Regions from separate parts of the Mus musculus genome. Here region 1 is linked to region 2. Evidence: chromatin contacts called from public Hi-C data. All regions are on one chromosome and are shown on one strand. The core of a region is the stretch at or near the end of the contact, and the rest is flanking DNA. Distances in the headings are between cores, read along the strand shown. Region 1 has its middle 51 kb from the start of Klf3. Region 2 overlaps Gm52815 (a long non-coding RNA gene).

Region 1 (5,857 bases), core at 2,861-5,360, 250 kb before region 2:
GGCAGAAGGGATTTGCCACAATGCTGATAGAGAGATGGAACTAAGGAGAGATAACCAACCATATGGCAGCATATAGAATAACCAGGTTAATTAAGTTACAAGCTAGCAGGAACAAGCCAAATCTTTAGGCCCAGATATTCATTTATAAATAATTCAGTTTCAAAGTCATTATTTTGGGAACTTGGGCATGGGCAGTAAAGTCCACAGTTACAGGTCTGCCATGTCAATACCCCACTTCTGGTACCAATTTCTGTCTTTGTCAGGGTTATTATTTCAGTGATAAAACACCATGATCAAAAAAGCAAGTTGAGCAAGAGATGGTTTATTTTTCTTATACTTCCATATCACTTGTTCATCTTATGAGGTTCCTTCCTTTCAGATGACTTTAGCTCGTGTCAGGTTGACATAAAACTATCCAGCACAGGTTGTTCACTGAGGAATAAGCACAAACAATAAACAGAAAAGTAGTAATACTGACATCATAGATCCAGCCATGCCAGAGGCCACACTGTGGAAACTAAAGGGCTCTGTTTGCCTTTAGATGTACCTTCCTTGGCTGGGGCACTAATATTCTCTGTGTGTTTGTATATGGAGGCCAGAGGTCAGTCTTGGGTATAATTTCTCAGAGACTTACACTTAGGCTAGGTTGGTTGTTCAGAGAGCAGCAGGGAACCATCTCTGACTCCCCAGCAAGGGACTTGCAGATGCACATCATGGTGCTAGTTTTTGATGTGGATATGGGCGTGTGTGTGTGTGTGTGTGTGTGTGAAAATATGCTTATACAGCAAGCACTTTACAGGACAAGTTCCTCAGCTCTTAATACTAATATTTTAAAGTGGAAACCAACTATTTAAAGTCTAGCGATCAGGAGGCTGGAGAGATGGGGTTAAAAGTGATTGCTACTCTTGTAGAGGACTGGAGTCTGGATCCTTACACCCACAACAGGCAAGGCAACTCATGAATACCTGTAACTCTAGCCCCAGGGGATCCAACCTCTGAGGACCTTTGCATATGCACACACACATAATACAAATAAGATCTTTCTCTCTCTCTTTTTTAATCTAGAGATTAGGATTTTGCCACTTGAAAACAGGAAGAACTGGTCACATTGGGCCACATTCCTTAAGGGGACAACTGGCCAGTATAGTATATCTGTAGCCGCTAAAGCACACCTTCTCTGATTACCACAGAGAGAGCCCCCATCTCCTTATGGTCTCCCAAACCTTGAAGCAGATGGGAACCAACATCTAATGTCACATACAATAGGACTTACTGTCCTCCGGGCACTGGTCTAAACACCTTAGCAAAGCATTCTTCCATCAATCCAGCCACCCGTCCACCCATCCATCTGTCAAATGCAAGGGAAGAAAGCAAATGCCAAGTGTCCAACTCTCTCCCTCTAGTACTCTGGGTTTTGCTCTTGACCACTCCATTGTATCACCTGGTACTGAGTATATTTGAGGTAGTGGGGGAGGAGGCAAGATACCCAAAATCAGATGGTACCAAAGTACAGAGGCTCATGTCCAGGACATTGTGTTTTGTTTAATTAGAGAAGGAGCCACACCAAAAAAGGGGGGGGGTGATTTTTGTAGTTTTAAAGATCAGAAAGTCCAGGCAGGTCAACCCCCCATGTGAAGGCCCTTGGAGAGCAATGCCTATTGGAGGAAAGCAGGTTGATGTCATCCATTGGACCGGATGCAGACAAAAGACATGCAATAGAAGAGGCCCTGCTGGGAGGTTGCCCAGGCTTGCCACGGATACCAGGGGCAGGGAGAATGACCTGGGTATTGGGGTCAGGAAGGTGGCCAGAGGTGTCTTTTGACCAGTGTGGTGTGGGATGAAGCCATCTGTCCAGGAGTCCCTCTGAACTTCATTCATTGATTTCACAATAGAAGAAAGTGGGTTTTGTAACCCGGGCATCCCTGTAGTGCTGGCCTGACTGTTTACTTCTGCCTCGGCCCCCGAGCCTATGAGCAAATACTTCAGGCACTGTTAACGAGCAGAAACTTGAGACAGAACTTATCTTGTAATGCTGGAGTTTGCATCATATCCAGGGCGTGGTGCTATTTTAGAAGGCAAGTTAAATAATTACATGTTTACAGGTTGAGCAAACAATGTGTGTGGCCCAAGAGGGCTCAGGATCTGTTCCCTGAATGCCCAGTGAACTAACTTGTTCAGCTGAAGGGGAGACTTGGAGGTATCAGGTGGTTTCAATGTGATACACATATATAAATGCACACGTATGCTTATATTACATAAGCATATATGTGTGTATGGGCTTATATTGAATATCAGTGTATCACCTTGTAATGGAGTAGGGAAGATTAGAGATATTATAATTCAACTGAGGCTAATTAGACAAGCTCAGGTCATTGATCCATCTCTGTACCATGTGTATTATATGTGACATACTCAATATATGACTTTATGGTTTTGGTGTTTCCTACATAAATGATAAATTGACAGAAGTTAACACTACCATCATAGGTCCATCATAAGCTCCACTCTTTTTAAATATTTTCAAATGTATTTAATCTTAATTAATTAACTAATTAATTAATTAATGTGAGTCTATGTGAGTATATGGCTTGTATGTATAGGTACCCAAAAATGTTAGAAGTGTGGGTCAGGGGGTTGTGAGTCACCTGATGTGGGTCCTGGGGACAGAACTCAAGGTGTCATGTAAGCCATTTTTCTAACCTCTAAACTACTTTCTTTAGAGAAAAACAAATAAACAAACAAAACTACAGTTAAACAACTATGTGCTATGTTCTCCTATTCCAGTGTTATGTCCCCTAGGAGAGGGGATAGAACCTTGTTTGTTTCGGTATTAGTGTGGTTTGGTTGTTGTTTCAGCAGACATGGTCTTGCAATGTTGTCTACCTAGCCTCAGACTTTTGTTGTTTGTTTGTTTCTTTGTTTGTGTATTTGAGGTTTCTCTGGGTAGCCCTGGCTGTCCTGGAACTCACTCTGTAGACCAGGCTGGCCTCAAACTCACAGAGACCTGCCTGCCTCTGCCTCCCAAATGCTGGGATTAAAAGTGTTTGCCACCACTCCCTGGTATGGTCTCAGACTCTAATATGCAATCCTTCTGTCTCAGCCTCCTGAGTAGCTGGGGCTACAGGTGCTGGACCATGCGGTGGGTTGGCTTTGTTTTGCTTTTGCTTTGCTGAGCCTGAGCATCAGGCCCGGGTGCTCAGGCATGCCAGCTTTCTTTCTCAGTTTGTCATCTACTGTCATTCAGTGAGGAGTCATGAGTGGCATTAGTCAGGAGCCACAGGTCACACCCTCACCCGATCTCTTTCCCTGGTTTGTTTCTCTCAGATGATCTCCCTCTCTCTTCTATGTTTGCTTTTCAGGGACAATGAAAACCCCGAGAGCGGTCCTCAGGCTGAGGACAGTTTAAATGCATTGGAAACAGGGCAGTCACTCATCCTTCCAGCTTGATAAGACAAAAAGGTGACTGCTTGGGGGCAGGGTCTCTCCTTTCTCTCCCTACTTTAGGCAGGCTTTAGGATGAGTTGCCCCTGGCGTTCTTAGAGGTAGGTAGCGTCAGGGCACAGGTTTGGTTTCCTGGCCTCCTTTGGGGTGACTTTAAATATGATGTCTTGTTAGTTTTGTGGACCAGGCTTCCCCCTTTGGAGTGAGGGGAAGCTCATTTGGGTGCCTCTGCTTCTATGACAATGACACCAGGGTTTGGCACTCCTTGTCTCTGGCCGTTCTGTCCTGGACTAATGTCACTGTCTCTCGAGCTGTTGTCACCAAAGCCTGTGTGGTGACTTTGGTGCACTTTGAGCCAGGGCAGCGTGGAATAACTTCCTGAAGGATTGCTTCCTTCCCCCGGGGAAGGGTACAGCTGTGCCAGTACCCTGTATCATCCAAGTCTCATTTCCTTATTTATAAATCAGCCTCTGATTGCCTCTGAAATGCCTCCTGCTTGCATAGCCTGTGAGCTAAAGGAGGCTAAAGCACAGGTATGCTGGTGGATATCTGAATTCCCAATACTGGGGAGGGAGTCAGAGGCAAGGGAGATTGTTGTGAGTTCCAGGCTGGCCATGAACATGATTTGATCCTACCTCAAAACCACGAGTAAGAAGTTTCAAAACCATGTCCATGGGATGTTTAAAGTGCCGTGTGTATGACTACCACAGATCAGTCACTGTGCAAATGTACAAGTTATTGTGAGGACAGAAATTTTTGGACTGTGGCCAGGAGGCTTGCAAAAGATTAGATAGATCCCAGGAAAATGACACTTGCTCCCTTCGTGTTTGTGTGTGTGTGTGTGTGTGTGTGTGTGTGTGTGTGTGTGTGTGTGTGTGTGTGAGAGAGAGAGAGAGAGAGAGAGAGAGAGAGAGAGAGAGAGAGAGATCTTTGAAGTTGATGAAGGGCTAAGAATGCCTGGTACACTGGAAGCAATAAGCAGTGTGTGATGTCAAGATCAAGGGCTCTGATGGGCAGGGCCCTTCATTTACCTGTTTCTGGTACTTGATGCTGGTATATGGGTTTTTGATGAGAACTTCTTATTATCAGTAAGTCTTGTGACTTGGCATTACCTCAAGGACACCATCATATGCTGTATGTAATAACAGTGTATTGATGACATACTCTTGTTTCCCATAATAGATTTGGGCGTGTCTGATAAGGACTGACTCAGGATGGGCAGGTCTTTCTCTATTACCCAGATACTGAGACTGGCTTTGGTCTGCAGTTGCTATACAGGTTCATCGCACCTGCCGTCTCTCTGATTCTATTACATGTGGATTCTTGGCAGTGCCATCTCAGTTTAGGGCTTCTCAATCTGGCTTCTCTGGGTCTCTCTGGGTATTTGAGAAATCCTTGCAGATCCTTGCAGAATTAGATATATATGAGTGCATTTCCATAGGAGCAAGGCCAGCCAGAACAAAGGGATAAAAGGGATGCAGCTGGAAGTGGTAACATGTATATAATCACAGCACTGGGAAGACTGAGGCAGGAGGATGGTTCTGAGTTTGAGGTCAGCCTGAGTTACCATGTGCTCCAGGCATCTTGGGTTACAGAGTAAGATCTTATCTCAAAGTGAACAACAAAACAACAATGAATAAAAAACAAAACAAAATGGCAAGAACAATGCCACCGAAGGTGTCCCCAGCTAGGGAGGAATGGAAGGGACTTCATAAGATTAAAATATAAAGGTTTAACCTTAACACAGACATCCCCAGCACTGATAGAGCGATCACAGCACTTACACACACACACACACACACACACACACACACACACACACACACCCGCTCCTCCGGTAACTAGCAATGCAATGGTTTTCATGGTTTCAGAGCAGCTGTCTAGGACTGAGCCCAGGGTAGCTGAGGCCTAAGCATGCTTGATGAGTAACTGTGAAGACTCGGCACGTTCTTTGTCCTTAGAAAGGGGGACTGTTTTGGTTTTCCCCCTCAAGAAACGTACGCGTCATAGGACAGTTTCCAGGGAAAGAGAGAAACCGACTTTAACGGCAGCAATGTAAGAGTATCAAGTCAAAGTTTCAGGGTGCGACTTTAAAATTATTTTCATTAAGACTTTTTTTTTTTTTTAAGGAAAAGGAAAAAGGGCTTCTTTCCCAGCTTTTGTTTGTGAGAGAATAACTCCTTTATGCCTGGCTTTGCCTCTAGGCTAGCACGGGGCTGCAGTGCCACACCCTAGGGCGGGTTTTGGCTCAGGTCAGTCTTCCTCCTTCTCTTTCTTTCTCTTCTTCCTTTTCTTCCTGCTTCTCCACCCCTCCCCCTCAAAACACTTCTCTCTCTCTCTCTATCTCTCTCTCTCTCTCTCTCTCTCTTTCTTCAATCTCCCACCCCCCATCTTTAACAAGTATAATCTTTATTTA
Region 2 (5,426 bases), core at 467-2,966:
CTGGAACTTGCACTGGAGACCAGACTGGCCTTGAACTCACAGAGATCCAACCTTCCTCTGCCTTTAGAGTGCTGAGATTAAAGGAGCATGTTACCACTGCCTGGCCGTTTGTCCACTTCTATCTGGCTACCCCCATTACTTCTTTGCATTTGTTTGTTTGTTTGGTTTGGTTTTTTTGCATAGGGTTTCACTATGTAATACAACGTGGTGAATGACCAGAATCTTGATGGATCTTGGTGAATTCTTTGATGAATCTCCAAGAAATTCACGGGCTCTGCCATAATTCACGGGCTCTGCCATGTGAGTAGCACCTACAGGTGCCTGAGACCCAAGCCTGTACCATTGGAGAAGCCAGAACTAGCGCAGCTTCCAAGCCTTGAGGTGGTCTCAGGAAGTCAACGGGAGAAGTCCTGTGCTGCTTGCACTCAGGGTGGCCCTTTGTCCTGCTTGCTGAGTTCTCCTTTCTCAACAGAAGCCAGCAGCCAAGCCTGGCTCCTTCATGAGATTTTTTTTTCCTCCCTTGGATGCAGCAGAGACCTCTTTCTACAAGTCCCAGAACTGTTTTCCCGGCTTTACAAACGAGGAAGCATGAATCTCTGTAGAGAAGCCTGCAGCCACTGGTTCTAAATGTTGAAGGAGAAAAATGAATGTATTCTTAGCCTGGACCTGCTAAGGACAGACCATGCACTGACACTTCCTGCCGGGTGCACCTTTCCTCCTCTTGCACACATGCTCCCCCTGCTGCCGGAAGCTGGAAGTGCGCCCGTGGGTGGGGCTGCGAGGACCACCTTAGCCCATGTTAATGCCCGCGTCAAAAAATTCCAAAGGAGTGACCAAAGACGAAATCATAGTCTTAAGATTCTTCCAAAGGTTCCGAATAAAGCTTTTCTTTTTCCATATCAGACATAGGCTTTGTAATAAAGGATGAATGTACACCTCCGTACCCTTCCTTAAAGGGTTAAATGAACGCAAGGACTTCAGGGTTAGAGTCGGTCACAGTTCCAGGATTTGATGAGCCTCGGCTTCTTTACCTGTACTTTGAACACAGTGACATTGTGCATCTCACAGCATAATTGTGGAACACATCCATGAATAGGAGTGTGCTAAATGTTATAACATAAACAAAATTACTGTGTGCTGTCTCTTCTAACATCCTCTTTCCCTCTCCTGCCTCCCCCTCCTTTCCCTCTCCTTTCCTCTTCTTTCTATCCCAGCTCCTCTTTCTCTCCCATTTTTAAAAACATATTTAAGTGGACATTATTTTGAAGCAGCTTAACCCTCCCACACCCCAAAAGGAAGGAAGGCAAAGAAAGTTCAGCCACAAACCGGAAGTAACAGAAAAAAAAAAAAAAGCCAACCCGTATCTCTGGCAAAACAGTAAAAAAGTGAAAGAAAGAAAGGAAGAAAGAAAAAATAAAGCAGTTTTAGGCTTTCGGGAGATCAAGTTCTATTTAGCTAACATGGGTTGCCAGCCTGGCTTGACCCCCTAAGTAGGGGGTTTTAGAGATGACTGGATAATTCTTGACCTCCGTTTGACCTCATAAATAGGAATTCTCATTCGGCATTGTAGGAGCTCTGGAGCTAGTAGGTTCCTGCCTTTTTAAATGTAGGTCTCTCCTCCTTTTCGCCGGTGGCAGTGGGCGGGCATGGGCTCGCGGCAGGGAGGGGCCGCCACGCCTGCGCCCTCCTGGGAGCCGCCCTGCCCTGCTGCTGCTGCTGCTCCTGCGGGCAGCTCAGGGCCCCGCTGGCTCCCTCCCTTCCTCTAGCAGCTCTGCCACGTGGTAGATTGGCTACTTCTGGGAATGTGAGAAAGCACTCCAATGAGGGCCATACCAAGAACTTTACAGCTCTATAAATTGTGTTAAACTTTCCTTACAAGCGTCTGTTTAGAGGAGACGAACCCTTAGATATTCTCTATAGCACAAGAAAACAGGGGCGACGGGACCAATCAGGACAGTGCTGGCTGTTGTGCTTGCTTAGTTCTTGAAAATGTTATAGCATTCTTTTGTCTTTTCCTTCTTGGGGGGTGGGGGGTGGGGGAGCGGTTTAAGGTAAGGAGGGGAGGGTCTAAAAAAGATGCGGGTGAACATCACCTCACCAGCTTTCATGGAAGTTTCTGCCCTAGGACTGAGGAAGAAGACAGCAGCCTTTCTGGCCCTGAACTTCTCCAAGTAAAGTGCTTGGGGAAAGGGGACCTATGTCTCTCTTTAGAGTAGCCCAAGTATATGGTACAGTGACATGGAATCAAATAAACGCATTCTTAAGGTTGGATCTTGCCACGACTTAGGCTGTGTGTTTTGAAACCGCTTAGCCAATGACCTCCCACTGTGCATGTGCAATGGAAACCTCTGTGTGTGTGTGTGTGTGTGTGTGTGTGTGTGTGTGTGTGTGTGTGTGTGTTGACCATGCGCCTGTCAACAGGAGAAGTCAGCCTGTGGTATTGATGGGAAGAGTGAAGAGGGCAAGGCCACAGAGCTGGTTTCCTGGGAAGGCCAGCCTAGGTCAAGGTCTGAATGCCGTATTCGGTACCAGTGATGATGGGTCTGCCAGCAATCCTTCATGGTAAATTAAACAACTGGCATTTGAAAACATAAGTCAAAATAAACATTTAACCTATTTATTATGTATTTATTTTACAAATTACACTGGGTGTGTTTCCAATGCAAAAACACACACACACACACACACACACACACACACACACACTCGGGTACCCTCTTAAGTAGAGAGCACATTTTAAATTAAAATTTTATTTTAATAGGTCATTTATTTCTACAATTCAAAAGTCAAATTTTAGAACACACTGTACCTGAAAGGTCTTGCCTAAACCTCCCTCACATCATCTGATTTCTTCAGGTTCTTTTTTTCCTTCATCGATAACCATTTTTTTAAATGTTACTTGTTTATGAAATTCTTGTAGATTCAGAGCCTGACCGTAAGTTGAGTCGCACACGGTTATGTTTTGAATTGGGTCTCTTTAAGTGGTATCTGGCTGGCCTAAACAACCTGCCTCTTGCCGGGGACCCCCAGGGACCACCGAGGACCCAGGAGATGGGCTACAAGAAAGAGAACCTGAGAGTTGAAGCTGCTATAGGGGAATAGGGTGACTCCATATGTTCTTCAAGAATCCAGCCAGACGAGGCTGGTTCGTCGAGTGAGTCCTGGGATTCTTGCCTGCTACTGATGGGAGTTGCTGGCTAGCTTCACAGGGAAAAGCTGTCTCAGGGGAGCTGCAAGGAAGCCCGGGACAGGTACAGGTCAGATCACACAGATCCAGCCCTCCCACAGCTTAAGGGTTTGCTCGGAAGAAAGAACCCCATACAGAGCTGGACTCTCCAGAGGTTCTCCAGCTTGAACAAGGCCGATCAGCTGGCAGGCAGGGGTAGGCTGCAGAATCAGCTTTTTGTCTTGTTTGGACTTCTGCCAGGTCTGTTGCAACAAAGTGCAGCCAAGGGCAGAAGTTTCCCATTTTGGGGGTGATAGATGCTGGAAAGCTGAGAGTCTGTGCACGTCTGAGGCTTGAGAGTGATGATCTGTTCCAGAACTTTCTCCTTGCCTTGTACTTACTTGTCTGATTTCTGTGTCTTCACCCTTTTGTGTTTGTCTGGATTCCCAAGGCCCTGGACTAGGATCTACCCTAAGTGCTTCATTTTAACTTCACCTTTGTAAAAAGAAAACACAAAAGCACCACTTATGAACAAAGCTACATTCTTGAAACATTGTTCAAAAATTACTTATAAACAAAGCTACATTCTTGAAACATTGTTCAAAAATTTATAGAAACATCTTGCATGGAAGTGAGGATACTATTGTGGTTTGAGTGTGCCTCCCCCTCCCCCCCCCCCAATTTCATGTGCTGAGAGCTTTCCCTCCATTCATTAGTTGGGGGCATTGGGCTTGATACTAGATCATTAGGACAAGAGAGTGCTGCACTGCAGGAGTGGGTTACTAGGGCAGGAGTGCTAGACTTAGTAGAAAAACACGACTGGCCTCTTGTTCACATGGCTGTTCCCATGCAATCTCTAGCTCTTCTGCCTTTTGCCATAGAATGACCCAGAATGAAAAGCAGCCCTTGATGAAATACCTTTATCAAGGAGTCCCTGGCCTCTAGACAGTGAAAAAAAAATCTCTCTTCTTAAAAGCTGCACAGTCTGAAGAGGACAGTGGTGGTTCATGCCTTTAATTCCAGCACTCCGTAGCTAGGGAGGTAGGAAGATCTCTGAGTTTGAGGCCAGCCTGGTCTATAGGGTGAGTTCTTAGACAGCCAGGGCTTTACAGAGAAGCCCAGTCTTGGGGGGGAAAATTACCCAGTCTGTGAGGATTCTGTTAGAGCAGCACAAAATGGACCAATAGACTCTAGCCTTTACTTTTTGCTTATTGTTTTTGGGACAAAGTCTCATTTCATAGCGCTGCTGTCCTGGAATTCACTATGCAGACCACGCTGGCCTTGCGTTCACAGAGACCTACCTGCCTCTGCCTCCTAGTCGATGTTTCAAACCAGATTGGAACTGGAAGTCCTTTTACCTCTACCTCCAAAATGCTGGGTGTGCAGGCATGTACCACCATGGCTGACTCGAAAGCTATTTCTCAAGAGAACACAACTGACATCGCTGTCACCTCTTTGTACCTTTGACTGTGTCCACCTGCCTACAAAAATGCTGTCCTCACACCATTCTATCATGAAAAACCAAGCCACACCAGTCTGGGAACATGTCCCGTTCCTCATCTGTGTGACACGAGGGAGGCAGTGTGAGACCCCGGAGTGTGATCACTCATTGTGGCCTCTGTATATGAAATACAGTATGGTCTTCATTATGGAGAATGGCCCTGCGGTTCCAACAAATCTTTCATCTTTATAAAATCCCAGGTAGGGAAGCTCTCCCTCCAGTCACAGTCCTCTATGCCTAGATTCTATGAAACTGCTTGTGACTTGGACTCAGGTTTTCTTTACCTACGCTTTGAGATAGAGACTATTCTCTAAGGTCTGCCCGGGCCTTGGGTGTGATGGCCTTGGATTAATTTTTTTTTTCTCTTTGTTTCTGTTAAATATGGCCTGGCACCTTTCCTGGGACGCTGTGACAAACACTTCAGACCCATTTGTGTTGCTGGGTGTGGCTTTGCCTGCACCTCCTCCTCACAAGGTGAAAACAGGAGCTGAGTGCCACTGGAGGGAGGGATTCTGCTCCCGGAAATCCCCCATGGAGCCAATTCCGTTCCAAATCTTTCTCAACACCCAGAGGAGAAGCACAACAGCTGGTAGCTCCCCCCTGCCCCCCCCCCCATGATTCTATATTCTGGGACTGGAGGGACAGAGTGTGTGTGTGTGTGTGTGTGTGTGTGTGTGTGTGTGTGTATAAATGTATATTAACGGATCTGAGGTTGAAAGTTAAGAAGTAGATTTGGAGCCTCAGTTGGGTCCACAACTC

Evidence for each region. Hi-C and Micro-C count contacts between places; a contact is called where the count stands out from the background.
Region 1: a contact with region 2 is called in a Hi-C map of liver, with 2.9 times the contacts expected there. The contact joins two enhancer-like sites. A contact is called at or near these places in 13 of 484 Hi-C or Micro-C datasets (B cells, bone marrow-derived macrophages, embryonic fibroblasts and 5 more), 14 of 115 datasets of contacts at active chromatin or transcription factors (CD8 T cells, craniofacial prominence, double positive thymocytes and 9 more) and 1 of 9 other capture datasets (embryonic stem cells).

Annotation. Positions count from the first base shown.
Region 1 is chr5:64,749,419-64,755,275 of GRCm38.p6, reverse strand. No RefSeq gene overlaps it. Among named protein-coding and RNA genes, the nearest start is that of Klf3, 51 kb to the left of the region's middle. Within about 2 kb of position 4,110, at least 35 of the 459 cell types and tissues checked have an H3K27ac peak or open chromatin away from gene starts, as enhancers often do. A contact at or near this core is called in bone marrow-derived macrophages, epidermal suprabasal cells, liver and 1 more, where this site is marked.
Region 2 is chr5:64,501,666-64,507,091 of GRCm38.p6, reverse strand. It overlaps Gm52815 (a long non-coding RNA gene), which reads right to left. Exons shown (of 3, transcript XR_003955927.1): 3 at 1,312-3,661. Among named protein-coding and RNA genes, the nearest start is that of Gm52815, 8.7 kb to the right of the region's middle. Within about 2 kb of position 1,716, at least 309 of the 459 cell types and tissues checked have an H3K27ac peak or open chromatin away from gene starts, as enhancers often do. A contact at or near this core is called in bone marrow-derived macrophages, epidermal suprabasal cells, liver and 1 more, where this site is marked.